2 separate regions of the Mus musculus genome follow, and region 1 is linked to region 2. Evidence: chromatin contacts called from public promoter capture Hi-C data. All regions are on one chromosome and are shown on one strand. Each heading gives the region's core, a stretch centred on a gene start, on an enhancer-like site or on the middle of the called end of the contact. The rest is flanking DNA. Distances are from core to core; before and after follow the strand shown. Region 1 holds the start of Pcnx4 (pecanex homolog 4). Region 2 holds the start of Tmx1 (thioredoxin-related transmembrane protein 1).

What was found. Promoter capture Hi-C pulls out the DNA fragments that hold promoters and counts their contacts.
Region 1: a promoter capture Hi-C map of pre-B cells shows a contact between it and region 2, with 6 times the contacts expected there. The contact joins the promoter of Pcnx4 here to the promoter of Tmx1 in region 2. A contact is called at or near these places in 2 of 39 promoter capture datasets (liver and pre-B cells).

The regions. Positions count from the first base shown.
Region 1 is chr12:72,535,070-72,538,800 of GRCm38.p6, reverse strand. It overlaps Pcnx4 (pecanex homolog 4), which reads right to left and starts at 2,444. Exons shown (of 11, transcript NM_026327.3): 1 at 2,262-2,444.
Region 2 is chr12:70,451,518-70,455,396 of GRCm38.p6, reverse strand. It overlaps Tmx1 (thioredoxin-related transmembrane protein 1), which reads right to left and starts at 2,243. Exons shown (of 8, transcript NM_028339.1): 1 at 2,077-2,243. The coding sequence starts at 2,228.

The sequences.
Region 1 (3,731 bases), core at 1,195-3,694, 2.1 Mb before region 2:
GAGCCAGCCAAACAGACTCTGAGACGCTGCTGCATTTGGAATCTGAGTCATGAAATTCCCACAGGGTAAGAAGCAGTTCAAACTTGCAATCTGCCGTGGCGGAATTCTTAGTTACCCACACAACAACTCATGGATCATATGCTGCGGACTAAAATCCCTTGAAAAAAGAAAGATACAACAAAAAGTAGTAGCTTGAAAGCACGCACAGCACATGAGTGTGCACACATTCCTCTAAGGCCAGAAGAAACAAATTCCTAGGCAGCTTTTTAGTTTAGGTTTATTCTTTAATGCATCATATCATTATTCTATGAATACAAGATACAGAACTCTGACTCTGTAGACCAGGCTAGCCTCAAATTCACAGATCCACCTGACTCTGCTTCCTGAGTGCTGGGATTAAAGGCAGGAACCACCAGGCAAATTCTGAGGATTCTTGAATAGAGGACTTGAAAGGAATATAAAAAGTTATAAAAGGTAAAACCTGATACCCAAGCTGGCCTGAGGACACTGGCACCTAACACTCTTGAACGAGAGCGGTTAAGAGCCCAGGCCATCAGGGAAGTGAAGCTATTTGCAGAATGGCAAAAGGCTGCAATTAGAGATCTGCATCTCAGCTATATTAATTAATTAACTAGCTAATTAATTAATTCTCCCAATTCAATGATGAAAATACAACCTGGTTTTAAAAAGATAAACTAAGGATAAGAATTGACAGTTTCTGGGTGATAGACCATGCTGGAAATGAAGCTTGCCATGAGGAAATGCAAGCCAAACCTACCATGAGATAGTGTGAATTTCTCTGATTGGCTAAAATAAAAATGAAAGCCTAGAACAAGTGTTGATGAGGTTAATGTAAAACCTTCAAATACATCTAGTGGGGATGTACAGTGAGTGGTGCTATGCTTTGGGAAAAAAAAAAATCTGTCAGTTTCTCAAAGAGCCAAACAAGGGAATTAGCCTCTGACATACCTATTCCATTACCAGGTATTATATCCATGAAAACATGCCTACATAAAAATTTATACAAAATGTCCACGGCATTATTAGTACTGGCAAACTCTTTTTGCCAATGGCTAATGGCTAAATAATACAGGGCATATCTGCCTAATATACTAATAAACAATAATGAATAATACAAGCTGCAACATAAAATTCGCTAGATGCACGCACACAGATCACATGTTTTAAGGTTGTGTTTATATCGAGTATCTGAAATAATTTTGTTGAGACTAAAGATTAGTGATTGCCTACAACTAATAGCAGGAATATTGGGGAGGAGAGAGAAAAAGCAGCTAAATAGAAAAGATTTCTTTTGGAGGTAATCAAATTGCTCCGAAACCAACTTGTAGAGATGATTGTGCAAACCTGTTGAGATGCTCAAAACCAGTAAGCTGTATACTTCCAGAAAATGAATTGTATGTACCTCAGGAAAGCTCTCACAGAGGAGGATGCAAAGGTCCCCTGCCCGGGATTTTCCACAGCAGTTAATAACCAATAGGCATTTCCTAAAGGTAGGAAAGGCATAACCTGTAGCTAGCCTGGGATCCAGGCAGTTAAATCACTAAAATGGCAATATCTGTACTGGATGCTGTGAGAAATTATGGGTGATTGGGTGTGAATGGAAGCAGATATAAAATAATATGAATGCTCTCTCTCTAAACTCAGGGATTTAATGAAAAAAAAATAGAACCATAGTGGAAAAAATGAATAAGGGGAACATGAGAATAAGAGAGCATACAATTCAGAGGTCTAATAAATAACGAATGGGATTCATTTTTAAAAATTCTGGTCTTTGACACGCAAAGGATTATATAGAGACAGAGAAACCTGAGAAACGCGCTATACATATCCAGGAGGCCAAGAATGAACAAATTTTGGTCAGGAGGGCTTGAGACAGAGATAAACCAAGAAAGAGTGATCTTACCTAAGGGGCATAGGCCATGAACTTGATTAGAGTAACATGGCCATCCCTCAGCAGGGCCAAAGGGCCATTCTCCATTTCACAGAGGCCTCTCAGAAATAAAACGTAACTCCACGGGCTGCAAAAGTATTCTCAGTCACATTAAAGCCAAACTGGATCACTACCTCGATCAACTCAATTTGCTCAGTACATTAAAAAGAGCAATAATTGCATTTAAAAGCTGTTTCATGGAGAGCGAAAGATGTTTCTTGAGGTATTAAAAGGTGAAGGAACCCAGTAGTACCCAGGGGTGGAAACTAAGGCAGCAACGAAGTCTCAGGTGTGTTGGGGACGGACATACCTGGAGTCACCGCAGGGGAGAGGCGACGCGAGGGCGTCCTGGGACCACATCTCCCCAGCTGAAGTCGGTTGGGAACTCCTGCCCGAGGATGGATGCGGGCCCCGCCAGCAGCTGACCGGAGGCCTCCAGGACCGCTCCCGTTCCCATGGCTAAGATCAACTGCGCTCGTGCCTCCCAGGGGTCAGTGCGCACGCGCGCTCGGAGGCGGGGCTGTGCGTCTCGTCCCGCCCCCTGCCGCCTGGTTCTGCCGGAGGCGGATTCATGTGTGCGGCACAGCAGCGCAGGGTAGGCGGGGTTTCCTCCGCGCAGGGCCGGGCGGGCTAGTGTTGTGGGAGACGCCCAGACTTCTTCCGCACTGGTGCTCTGGTTCTTGAGCGGCCTAAGCACCACCTCTGAACTCTCACCCGGGCCACGCCCAGACGAAGGAACGTGGTTGCCTTGGTGACGAGTCCATCGTTTGGCAACCTCGAGGCTGGAGAGCTGGATGACTTGACTGTCTCTTGGGGAGCCTAGGCTTTCCAAGATTGGCAGACCCGTGACTCAGAAGTGCAATAAAAGTCCAATCCCCCAGGGTTCGGATACCTCCATTAATGACTACAGAACTAAGGCCATTCAAACAGCCTCAGGGATGGGAATGTTTTTAAATGGTAACATGTGCCTGTTATATTTATATTTTTGCTCTTAGTATTATAGTACTTTGGGCACATTATAAACTATATCCATGTAAAATAATGAACCTGTCTGTGGCAGCGAGCCAGGGCCCAGGGACACAGGTTGTAGATAGTCACCCTAGCAACTGGATTTTTTTTTTTTCAAGAGATCTCCATTCAAGTGAAGTTGGGATTCTTGAATTTGCCACAGGAAAAAAATTCCAGGGCGAGCCTGTATGAAGCAGAGTTGGAGTCTACAAGTGATTTTTTTTTTTTTTTTTTTTTTTTTGGTTTTTCGAGACAGGGTTTCTCTGTGTAGCCCTGGCTATCCTGGAACTCACTCTGTAGACCAGGTTGACCTCGAACTCAGAAATCCGCCTGCCTCTGCCTCCCGCGTGCTGGGATTAAAGGCGTGTGCCACCACGCCGGGCTACAAGTGATTTTAATATAAAATAGAGGGACTGATAGATGTGCTCAATGACAGCGTAAGACACATCAAAGTGTGGGGACTTCCACTTTGCATGTTACGTATACAGTGTTGGTGATGTCTGAGGTTATGTAGGAAGCTCTGCTAAGGAAGTTGAGTGATATCAGAAGGTTCCTGAATTTGGATCGGATTACAACTGATAAAGTAAAAACAGTGTTTTGAAAAATATGTTTATAGTCTTGTTTGGAGAGTCCCAAATACTTTCAGGTTTACAAATACTTAAGAAAGGTGTGAGGTCATAAATACTTAGGCCTTAAGCATGGCTCGCAGGTATTTTTCCATTCTTATTTGAAATGATTCTACATGAAAGGAATACTGCCTTTTTATAGGTAA
Region 2 (3,879 bases), core at 994-3,493:
GAAGCTGGAGGCCTACATTCTTATGTATAAATATTACTCTAAACCTAACCCTCACACAGATACCGAGCAGAGGAGACGCAACTCTATTGGCTAGCACCATGATACCAACAGCCAAGGGCGCCAGTACTCGAAACACATCTCTGAAACTCACTATCTTTGCAGGTCCAAGTTTTTCCTTAGAATTTTGTTTTCCATTTCATTGCCCGTTGTAATTTGCAACCGGGAAGAATGAAGCCTACGCATATTCAAACACTTCTGAACTGTTTTAGAAAAATTAAGCTTCTAAAGCAGGCATGTAGAGAAAGCAAAACCAGTGTTCCATACCAAAGCCAAACTCTTTAACAGTAAAACTACAGAAGCAGCTCTATAACAAAGCTCATCAGAAGTGAATCTGCAGAGAACTCATTTGTAGCTAAGGAATATTATGACTATCAAGTGTATTGTTTCCTAATGCTTTTTAAGAGCTTCCTCCCCTTATTTATTTATTTATTTACTTTACATCCTGATAGATGACCCCTTCCAGCACCACCCCTCCATGCCCTTAAGAGCTTCTTTAAACTCCCAAATTTTAGCCAAAGATAAAGGGAAGCATGGGACCCTGTCATTTCAGATGGATGTTTTTATCTCAGCATTATGCTACTGTAGGTCCCCTTTATACCCTTTGTGGATATTTACAGTGTGACAAAAGAAAGCTTATAGGTATCTTTCTGTAATATTTGACTATATTTTACATATCATGTCACTCCTGCCTATTCATGACAGTGACTGAAAACTAACAGCACTGGTTAGCGTTCCTCTCCTGAAAACTGACTTCAGTGAACGGCCAACTGTCAGTACACTAAACGTCTTCCCTACTGCAATCTCCTTTTTCTTGTTTCACAACTCAGGTATCATGGACCTCACCCAGGTTCTCTCTTGAGGATGTTCACTTCCACCTCTTCCTTAGTGTACAGCCCTAAACACAATCACAACATAGGCAAACACCAGAATCTTGCTTAAGGGTTGCTAACAACGCTTGCATATATTTACTCTTGAAGCCCAACAAAGCTACTATGACAGCATCTGAACAGGCCAATCGGTAAAGCAGGGGATGGGAGTGGTTATCTACTATAAGGAATTATGTAGAATAATTACCCACCCCAAAACATATGTAAAGATACTGGGTAGTGTCAGTAAACAATGACCATTCAATGGTGGTGCTTTCGCCACATCAATAATGCCGTATCAGGAACACTGTCAATTAACCATTCCACTAATTTATCATCTAAGACAAAGGCCAAAGGTAGTTTATTTCCTACAGCAGCAGGACGGCGGACACTGTTGAAGTAGAATTATCACACAAGATAAGTGATTTTGTTTGAATAGTAAATGATGAACTGGAGTATTTAAAGGGCCTATCAATAATCATACTAATGCATGTGCAATACCATTCGCAGGCCTGTAAATCACAATTCAAGCCATTCTCTAAATTGCAAACGCACCGGTCAAGGAAAAATGAGGTTCATATCAAAAGAAATGAATGTAGGCAAGAAGAAAAAAAAAGAAAATAAAGATTTTAATATATTCCCATTTATTTGGCATTTACAATTTAAAAAAACTAACTCACAAAATAAAAATAAATAAAGAGCTCAAAATTCAGGCATTACAAATACCAATTTCCGAATAAACATAGCAATTTCCGAATGACAGGTTAAAAGCAAGATTTTGTTCAATATCAACTTTTGTAAAAATTTGGAGACTTAAAGTCTGGATGTCTACAAAAGATCACTAAAAGTCTATAGAAACAGCCAAGACCTCCATCGCAACCCAATCCCACCCTCAAATCCGCTAGTCTGTTCCAGAGAATTCGATGTAGCTCGTAATCCTTTAATCGCACCACAGTGCTTAGCAACGACGAGGCTCAGTGCACGCTTAGATAGAAAAGTAATATTCCCGGTTAGGAAATGACCCTGGAGCTGGGGGCGGCAAAGGCTGGGACCTCAAGACCTGGCCGAGGAAGATGGGCTGGTCAGGTGTCCAGCTTGAGGGACGGGGCGGCGGAGGCCACCGCCACCCAGACAAGCGCCCCGCACTCACAATTCTATCATCCACTCTCCTTCCAGCAACGACGTCCAGTTCTCATCGGTGAGGACGCGCACGTTATTCCGCCGTCCGTGGGCCCCAGGGACCGCCCAGAGCAGCAGGACCAGAGCTGCCAGGGGAACCATAAGACGCCCCAAGTGCGCCATGTCAGCCGCTCACCCAGCCTCAGCGCGTTCCCGCTCCACCTCCCCGCCGCAGCTCCACTTCCGCTCTGGCGGCCGCTCCGCTCATGCGCACAAGGAGCCAGCCAGGCGCGCGAGCCCCACCCACTCCCCGCCAGCAACTCAGTGCGCATGTCCGGGCCCTGTTCCTCCTGCGGGAGATGGAGAGGGAAAGCGGGAAATGCGTCTATCTCGGAGCTCACGACTGAAGAGGCGCTTGCCGGCTGTGGTCCCTCGAAAAGCCCTAGAAGGGGCGGTAGGCGGAGGGATCAGGGTGATGCTCTAGAGATGAGTGACCCTGTCGTGCCCACCAGTGCCTAGTAAGGTCACTATGACAGTTTTCTCAGGAACTTTCCCCTTTCAAAATATCACCAGTTAGACGAATGTAGGAGGAGGTCACCAGCCCCTTTACCCTGGCCCTAGGCAAACAGGCATCTACTTTTTGTCCTGGCTACTTTACTAATTGAATCTTGTGTTGTCCCTGTTGACTGACTTATTTTAACTCTTTAAGCATGAGTCCCCGAATTTCCTCTAACACATTCGTAATGAGGCTTTGTCACCCCCTGGCTCTCCGAGGTAGTTTTTATTGCCTGTTCTTTGCTTTCCTGTATATGGGTTATATTTTCCTGTCTTTGCACAACTCAAAAATCTCTTCTTGGAAACTAGGGTTTTAGGGTCTGTAATTCTAGATGTTGATTCCCCTTGTGGCTCTCCATCTTCTGTTCCTCTTGTTGTTTGATTGTTTAGTGAGTTGGCAAGGCAATTCTAGTGAAGTCTGTTTCTCAGAGATTACAGCCCTGGGTGGGTCATCTGGGCGATAGTGGTTTTAGCAGGGCTCATTCCATATCACTTTTTGGGATGTGTTTGCCTCACTTATTTCCAGCTGTAATATTACATGAAGTGCTCACCGATAACTTGTTTTTGTTTTGTTTTAATTCTCAGAGCATACATTGTTCCACAGCCTAATACATTTTGGCAGATGGTTTTGAGGTCAGTGGTTGAAATTTATTTTAAGCCCAGGATGATTCTTCACTGTCTCTTTTCTTAGGTCTCTCTGGTGAACTAAGTGGCTTATGCACTGGCATCTTGTTCTTACTTAAGGAAAACTTTTTTTATTTTTTTGGAGTGACTTTAGGCCTGACCGTTTCTCCATACTCTTATTTAATAAAGTCATTTCTTTGGGGAGAGTTCAGAACTGACTCTCCTGGGCACAAGCAGCCTCAGTCATTATTCTAGGTGCAGTGTAGACCAGCAGGATCTACTTTTCTGGACTTCTAGTGGTGTATAGTCTTTATCACTTGAACAAAAAGGTTGAGGGGGTGTCTGGAGATTTCTCAGTCTGCTGTACCCAGCGCTTTCACTGTGCATGTCATGTCCTTGTGACCTGCACTTGGAAGGGATTAAGATGCCAGTGACCTTCCCTTCCTGATGAGATGCTCTGTCTCTAGGTTGGGAACGGAGAGGAGATGGAGCCCCGTGTTCATGGTCACACCCATCTACAGTAGAGTTGTCACCAGAATGGCCTGGGCTAAGAAAATGATTAGAGAAATAGGAGTTTGAGATGGATCAGATGCCAGAGAGTCACTGCTCCTACTGAATGTTAGTAGATTTTCTTGAAGGAACAACAATAACAACA